Regions from separate parts of the Sus scrofa genome. Here region 2 is linked to region 1. A link is a contact called in public HiChIP or PLAC-seq data. All regions are on one chromosome and are shown on one strand. Each heading gives the region's core, a stretch centred on a gene start, on an enhancer-like site or on the middle of the called end of the contact. The rest is flanking DNA. Distances are from core to core; before and after follow the strand shown.

What was found. HiChIP or PLAC-seq counts read pairs in DNA pulled down with a chosen protein or histone mark.
Region 2: a contact with region 1 is called in an H3K27ac HiChIP or PLAC-seq map of alveolar macrophages. The contact joins the promoter of ADO here to the promoter of NRBF2 in region 1. A contact is called at or near these places in 2 of 5 promoter capture datasets (fetal liver and liver), 3 of 47 Hi-C or Micro-C datasets (epiblast stem cells, heart right ventricle and liver) and 2 of 2 datasets of contacts at active chromatin or transcription factors (alveolar macrophages and skeletal muscle).

The regions. Positions count from the first base shown.
Region 1 is chr14:66,588,608-66,592,601 of Sscrofa11.1, forward strand. It overlaps NRBF2 (nuclear receptor-binding factor 2), which reads left to right and starts at 1,700. Exons shown (of 4, transcript XM_001925540.5): 1 at 1,700-1,944. The coding sequence starts at 1,915.
Region 2 is chr14:66,274,906-66,278,899 of Sscrofa11.1, forward strand. ADO (2-aminoethanethiol dioxygenase) reads left to right here and starts at 2,319. Exons shown (of 1, transcript XM_005671024.3): 1 at 2,319-3,994. The coding sequence starts at 3,042. The coding sequence ends at 3,854.

The DNA of each region.
Region 1 (3,994 bases), core at 450-2,949:
CACCATTTGGACATGGTTGCATATATCTAATTCATCTCCTCTTTTGCTGATCTGGATGAAGTTGTTCTCAAACACACACTCCTCCTTGTCCCACTGTTGCTGAAGTTCCCCTTAGAGGTATCAAACCTGCCCACTGCACAACCTGCCACCTTGGGAGTGAAGGGGTGACACAGATTCACAGCTCATGGTTATAGTTTATCAAGAAAGCCCTGCCTCTGGATTTTACTCCCTGAAGGGGGTCTTAATAGTTTTTTTTTTTTCTTTTTATGGCCACACCTGCAGCATATGTAAGTTCCCAGTCTAGGGGTCAAATTGGTGCTACAGCTGAGGCCTATGCCACAGCCACAGCGATGCCAGATCCCAGCTGCATCTGTGACCTATGTTGCAGCTTGCAGCAATGCTGGATCCAGGGATAGAACCTGCATCCTCTCAGAGAAAATGTTGGGTCCTTAATCTACTGAGCCACAGCAGGAACTCCCAGTTTTCTTTGCTGTATAATAAATTACCACAAACTTAGTGGCTTACAGCAACAAACATTTATTACCTGACAACTTCCACAGGTCAGGAATTGGGAAATGGCTTTGATGAGTCCTCTGCTCAGGGTCTCACAAGGCTGCAGTCAAGGTTTAGGCCAAGACTGGGGTCTCAACTAAAGCTTATGGTCCTCTTCCTAGCTCACAAGATTTTTTTTTTTTTTCCATTTTTGGCTGTCCTGTGGCATACAGAGCTCCTGGCCAGGGATCAGATCCAAGCTGCAGTTGCAGCAACTCTGGATCCTTAACCCACTGTGCCGAGCAGGATCGAACTTCGTCCCAGCACTTCCAAGATGCTGCTGATCCCATTGCACCACAGCAGGAGCTCCTCACAAGACTTTTGAAATAATTGCTTGAAGTTGCAAAACTTATGGTGCCTCTATCACAGCTAGCTGTTCCCTTTACAGCGTAAATCACCTTTCTTTTTTTTTTAATTAATGAATTCCTTGACAGAGAACCTACCATAGTAGTTGTGACCCATATTTTTTTCATTTGTTGTTTGCAACTTGAGGGCAGCGTTCTGAATCATTCATGTTTGTGTCTCTCTCTAGCAGGGTGTAGTCCAGTGCATGGTTTAGTTCACACTCAAACTTTACTTTTTTTTTGTCTTTGTCTTTTTAGGGCTGCACCTGCAGCATATGGAGGTTCCCAGGCTAGGGGTCTAATCAGAGCTGTAGCCTCCTGCCTATGCCACAGCCACAGCAACACCAGATCTGAACCACGTCTGCGACCTGCAGCACAGCTCACGGCAACGCTGGATCCTTAACCCACTGAGCGAGGTCAGGCATGGAACCCACAACCTCATGGTTCCCAGTGGGATTCGTTTCCACTGCGCCAGGACGGGAACACCAAACCTTACTTTGAAAATAAATCAGGTGGGAACGTGAGAGAAAAGGAGTTGTGATAAAGCTGAGTGAATTGGGGAAAAGCTGGGCGGGGAGTAAATCTGACACACGAAACAAGAAGACAGCCCTTTAGCTGAAATTGCAACAAAAAAGCTGTACCTCCTCACGTGACTTTTGAGGTGTCTTCAAGAAGCTCAAGCTATGCCTCGCGCGAGAGAAAAGATAGCTCGCGAGAAAGTATCCGTCGGTGCCCCGCCTTCCCTGAGCCCCACCCACTCCCTGTCCTCACTCCCACCTTGAACCAGCGCGTGTGACGCCGTGACGTGTGCGTGCCTGCAGCGCAGGGGGCGGGCCCGCGGCGCGGCGCCGGAGGAGGAAGTGGTTTGGTTGTTGCTCAGTCTGCGCCCGCCGCTGGCTCCCGGGGCGCGGAGCGGGGCCGCAGTAGCTGTCGCTGCGTCGCGCTCTTCTGTTGTACACTTCCATGTGCCCGGGCTCCGCCGCTCCCCTTCCTCAGGCCGCCGCTTACCCCGGGGTCTATGGAAGTAATGGAAGGACCCCTCAACCTGGTGAGTGGCCCACGGAGGTTTGCGTCCGTCCTCGGGCGCCTTTGCCTCAGAAGTCCGGTCTGGCGTACCGCTGGCGTGGATTTAGCGAGGGTGGTCCTAAAGGTTGAGGGGAGCAGGCAGGCACGGCCCTACAGCGGCTCTAGCCAAGCAAGCCACTGCAGACTGCCCCTTGGGGGATCCCTGAGAAGCTCCCACCTCTGGTTTCCCGCCGCCTCCAGGTTTCCCCTACCCCTTGACCCACGGCCCTGGGCGAGGGGCTCCCACCACCGAGGGCGGCCACCTCTCCAGGCCGGAGGAAATGCCTCCAAGCGCCACGTAACCATCTCTCTTGCTGTCTGGAGAGGCACTGCTGCCCGGCCAGGGCAGAAATGGTATGTAATATTGGTTCTAACTTCTAACACAGGGTCTGAAGTCTGAGCCTGGAGAGATGGAGCATATTCTTCTCTACCCTCGTTTCCCTTAACTCATTTCTCACCTATATTCAGATGCATAAACTGAGAGTCTCCCTTTTCAAATAAATTAGACAGCTGGGGAAAGCCATCCCTGTTTTTAGCTGTTTCACTACTATAGTCATCAAGAAAATATGGTAGATGTTTGCCTTTCTCAGGAAAGGTGTTGATAGCTCATTTACTTGTTAGGTTTTTAGGCATCTCAGGTGTTGCGATTAAAACAACGAGAAATACGAGTTCTTTTCCACCTGGCCACTGCAACTTTTGGTTTCCCAGGAGGCTCTGTATTTTGGACACGAAAGTTAGATTACTTAAAGTTGCAAACAGACAACAGGAACTTTTTGCAGTTCAGCTGCGATGGTGGGATTGGAAAAATAGGATGTATGGAAAATTAGTTCCTCAGGTTGGAACTATGAGAACACTCTTGTGGTGGAAGAGCCCTGGGCTGGATTTATACCATTTTATAGAGAAGCAGTAGCCCCTGGTGGTTTAAGAGTATAGATTCTGGACCTAAACTGCTTGGAATTGAATTCTGGCTTTGTCACTTAATAACTATGTGACCTTGGGCAAATTAGTTGACCTCACTCTTTTTTTGTGTGTGTGAGGATTGAAGGAGTAAACAGGTGTAAAGGGTCTAGAACAGTACCTGCTATTTAATGAAGTGAAGAGTTAGCTATTATAATAATCAGACCAAAACCTTTAATTTAAAAGTCTCACTTGTAAAATAAGGTTAGGACTTGGTGAGCTTAAAATAAGATTTTAGGACCTAAAGCTATGGTTCCCAGATGAATGGTGCCAAGTTAGCTGCTTGGAAGGGCCTCCCGGTTTTATTAAGTTGATCCCTGCCCCCATTGGTAAGAGTTGTTTACACTTAAAAAACATTGGACTAGATTTGTGATTTAAACAAACAAATGGACTCGGAAATTTTTGTACTTTTCTTATTTTTAAGGTGACATAGTTGGCAATTAAATGTAATGGATGGTTCAGTACTGAAACTACACAAGAATATTATTAGAAATAACTAGCAGTTTACAAAGTGCTTCAAAGTTCAAGTGTCCTTGCAAAATGACCATTGGTTCAGTTCCAGTTAACTTCACTTTATTTGGCTGCTTGCTGCAGCATAACCCCAGCCAAGTGCCCCACTAGTGTGTGGTAGCTTTTGAAAAGACTGGAACTGTATGACAGTTGTAGATGGAGCAGCAGAATCCAGTTTAGGAAAAGTTGGTTAAATCTTGGCAATGGTATTATCTTTTTATAGAGAATTTTGAATAGTCTTGTTAAGGAGGCTAGCATAACCCAGCCATAACATTTATGTGGACAAATATCAGAAATTTGACATCTCGAATTCTTAAACCATTTGAGATTTGAAAGATCTGAGTTCTACCCTGGCTGTTTAATGCATGATGACATCGGAATAGAGATTAACCTTTACTTGAATCATTTTGACTGTGCTGCTGAGTACCAATGACAGGCCTCTGAATTTGTTGTCACCCAGGTTTTTTTTTTTTTTCCTATATTTCTTTTTTTTTTTCATTTTTAAAAGTTTTATTGAGGTATAGTTGATTTACAGTGTTGTGCTAATTCCTGCAACAAAGTAATTC
Region 2 (3,994 bases), core at 1,069-3,568, 310 kb before region 1:
TGAGATGATCTGAGAATAGGCATGTTCAACAAATATCCCCAGGCGATTGTGATAAAGGCAGTCTAGGAAACTCTGAACTCTTTGGCCAAACAATGAATAGCAAGGACTGAGGGAAGGTATTATCAGGTTAACCAGTAAAAATAATCTTTCAAAAAAATCTCTACCTTGAAGCTAATTCTCAGGACAAGTCAAATCCCATTTCAATATTTGCTAAATATTATTTAAATTCATTGGTCTTTACAGCTTTTAACAATTTTCAAATTATAATAGCTATTATTATGCAACAGCTACTACGTCCTAGATACTATCATCAGCATTTTACATATGTCTCATAATATCCCTTTATTTGCATTTTTAAATTTATTGGCCGCACGCACAGCATATGGAAGATCTGTGGGCCAGGGATTGAATCTGAACCACAGCTGCAACCTATGTGGCCGCTGCAGCAATGCCAGATCTTTTAACACTGCACAGGGGACTGGGGATCGAACCTGCACATCTGCAGCAATCCAAATGTCTGTAGTCGGATTCTTAACCCACTGCACCTGGGTAGAAACGCCTCATAATATCCCATTTTATAGATGACCTTCAGTTAAATAAGTACAGACAACTACTAGGCAATAAGAGATCTGGAAATCAAACACAACTGTATGTTACTAAAGTCTGATCTATTGAGTCTATACCACCACTAATTATACTTAATAAAGTCAATAAATAAAAATCCAGATTTTTAAATGATGCATTTTCCTCTTAATTTAAATATTCCTCACTTTAGAAAAAGATCGCATGGGATTTCACTATGTGGTGAACTTTGACAGTACATTTACGTACCTTACCAACAGCCTGGGAACCTCTGAAAATATATAAATCTTAAGAGTCCTTTTCTAAAACAAATAATCACCCTCTCAATCAAAATTATCAAATATTGGATTTTCCCGTAGTGTCTCAGTGGTTAGCAAATTTGACTAGACTCCATGAGGATGCAGGTTCAATCTCTGGCCTCGCTCAGTGGGTTAAGGATCTGGCATTGCCCTGAGCTCTGGTGTAGGCTGCAGACACAGCTGGGATCTGGCATTGCTGTGGCTGTGCCTGTAGCAGCAGGAGGCTACAGCTCCAATTAGACCCCTAGCCTGGGAACTTCCATATGTCGCGGATGTGGCACTAAAAAGACAAAAAAAAAAAAATTACCAAATATTAAGAACTGGTTCACTGTTCACAGATCTAGCAGTGGTTCTCTAACCTGGCTGACAATTAAGAATAACTTAAAGAGCATCTTAAAAATAAAAGTTCTGGGCTTCACACCAGTTCGTATGAATCAGAATCTCTTGGGTTTCACTTCCAAATCTTTATTTTTATAAAGCTCCCAGGGGCTTCTGATGAGTAAGCAAGTCCAGAATGACTGCTACTCTACTCCATTATACAAGTGAATAAACTGAGGACCTAAAAGGAAAGGGTCTCCTAAAGACGGACAACTTGTAAAGTAGGACCGTGGGCTGAAAAAACAATATTCTAACTCCTTATTTAATGCTTTTAACACCAATTTGAGCTGCTAGTTTTGGTAAAACGTTGATTAGGCTATCTATATCGGTTATTTACTACCCCCTAGAAACTTACTTATTCATCTGAAAACTGGGAATAATAATGTTTACCTCTTGAGATTGCTGTGAGGATTAGTATAATATTCATTAGATAACGGATGGGAACACAATGCCTGCCTTAGAGTGAACACTCATTAGATACGTTAGGAAGCCCACTTTAAAAAAAAAAAAATTATAAATAAAAAGCATTCCTTTTTTAACTAGAGAGACTTTACTGAACCACTCTAATTACAAAATGAACAAGAAACCAATGTTTAGCTTTGGAAATCCAAAAGGACTTTAAACTCAGGGTAAGGTTAAGTTCAAGAGCTTGCCTGATTCTCGCACAACACTTGTTTCTCACAGGATGCCTCAAAATAATCTCTGGATGAAGACCAGGAATCTGCATTTTTAAAACGCTCCCTCCTCCTCTAACCAGGTGCTTCTTAGGCAAACTAACGTTTGAGAACCATTAGTACAGGGACTCAGTGACCGCAGCAAATGGCCTCTCAAGTTCTAGCAAAAAAACTGCCGTGCTCTGTAATCAGAAAAGCAGCGTCATCAGACCCCAATGCAAACAACAGCTGGGGACGGCTGTGTAAAATAACTGTGCTGATTACCAGGAACAGCTCGACACTCTGATCTCCTAAGAAACTTGGAAAATCGCAAAAGTGCGGTTCCGTAATCCCGTGGCAGACAGAGCTGCCTGAGCGGCCACAAGGAGCTAAAGTTAACCCAACAGCCTCCTTCCCAGGGCTAAGGCCACAGGAAAGCGACCTTGGTTGATTGACCAGGCCCGGGCGGCGCCAGAAGGTTAACGACCCTCTTGCCCTGTTCCTTGAGGCGGCCAAGAGCCTTCACCACACAACAGGCCAGCTGCCGGAAGTGCGTCACCCCAACCTGCTGGGGAATGCTGGGAGATGTAGTGAACTGGCTACTTCTCTTATACCCCAACTTTTTCTTCAAACAGCAAACACCATGGAACCGTAATGAAGGTAGCTCTTAACACCAACAAATCTAATCCGTCCTTTTTCCAGCTGACAAAGAGAACTCTCTCAGAGCGCATGCGGAATATCAGACTACAAGTCCCAGGATGCTCTGCAAGGCACCAGGTCCGCCTGGCTACCGCCGTAGGTGCGGGCCGCATGAATGGAGCTTCGGGCGTAAGGCAAAGCCCAAGACCGTCTGCGCGGCCGGTACCTGCTCCCGGAGCGTGAGTGCTGGGTGTGGGCCGTGCGCGTGCGCGCTCAAAGGGGGCGCAAGGCGGGCGCGTCCGGCCGTTGCGGGCGTGTGGCTGCTGGGGTAGGCGGCTGTAGTGCCGCGCGCCCGACTGGCCGGGAGTTGCGGGGCCTTCTGCCTCGCGCGGAGCTGCGGGCAGCCGTGGCGGCCGCCGGGGACCGCAAGGGGCGAAGGAAAGCTGGGGGCGGAGGGGGCCGGCCTCGGCATGCGGAGGAACAGCAGAGCATGCCCCGAGACAACATGGCCTCCCTGATCCAACGGATCGCCCGCCAGGCATGCCTCACCTTCCGGGGCAGCGGGGGCGGCCGCAGCTCTTCCGATCGCGGCGCGGCGCCAGGCCCTGAGGCGCCTGTGCCGCAGGGCTTCCCGGAGAACCTGAGCAAGCTGAAGAGCCTGCTGACACAGGTCCGCGCAGAGGACCTGAACATCTCCCCGCGCAAGGCCACGCTGCAGCCGTTGCCACCCAACCTGCCGCCCGTCACCTATATGCACATCTACGAGACTGACGGCTTCAGCCTCGGCGTGTTCTTGCTTAAGAGCGGCACATCCATCCCGCTCCACGACCACCCTGGCATGCATGGCATGCTCAAGGTGCTCTATGGCACCGTGCGCATCAGCTGCATGGACAAGCTGGAGGCAGGCAGCGGGCAACGGCCGCGGGCCCCGCCACCAGAGCAGCAGTTCGAACCGCCGCTGCTGGCCCGGGAGCGGGACGCGGTGCGGCCGGGAGTGCTGCGCTCGCGGGCCGAGTACACTGAGGCCAGCGGTCCCTGCGTCCTCACGCCGCACCGGGACAACCTGCACCAGATCGACGCTGTGGATGGGCCTGCCGCCTTCTTGGATATCCTGGCCCCGCCCTACGACCCGGACGACGGCCGGGACTGTCACTATTACCGGGTGCTGGAGCCTGTCAGGGCCAAAGAGGCCTCCGACTCGGCCTGTGACCTGCCCCGAGAGGTGTGGCTTCTGGAGACCCCGCAGGCCGATGACTTTTGGTGCGAGGGGGAGCCCTATCCAGGTCCCAGGGTCTTCCCTTGAAGCCGCCGGCGCCCGGGAATGGTGGGCCGAAGACACGCCCTACTCAGATCTGGGCCTGGCTGGCTGCGACCACCATAAGGGCTCTCTTCCTACCCCCAGGCATGAGCGTTGGATCTACTGGAACTGGCTGTAGCCGCTTC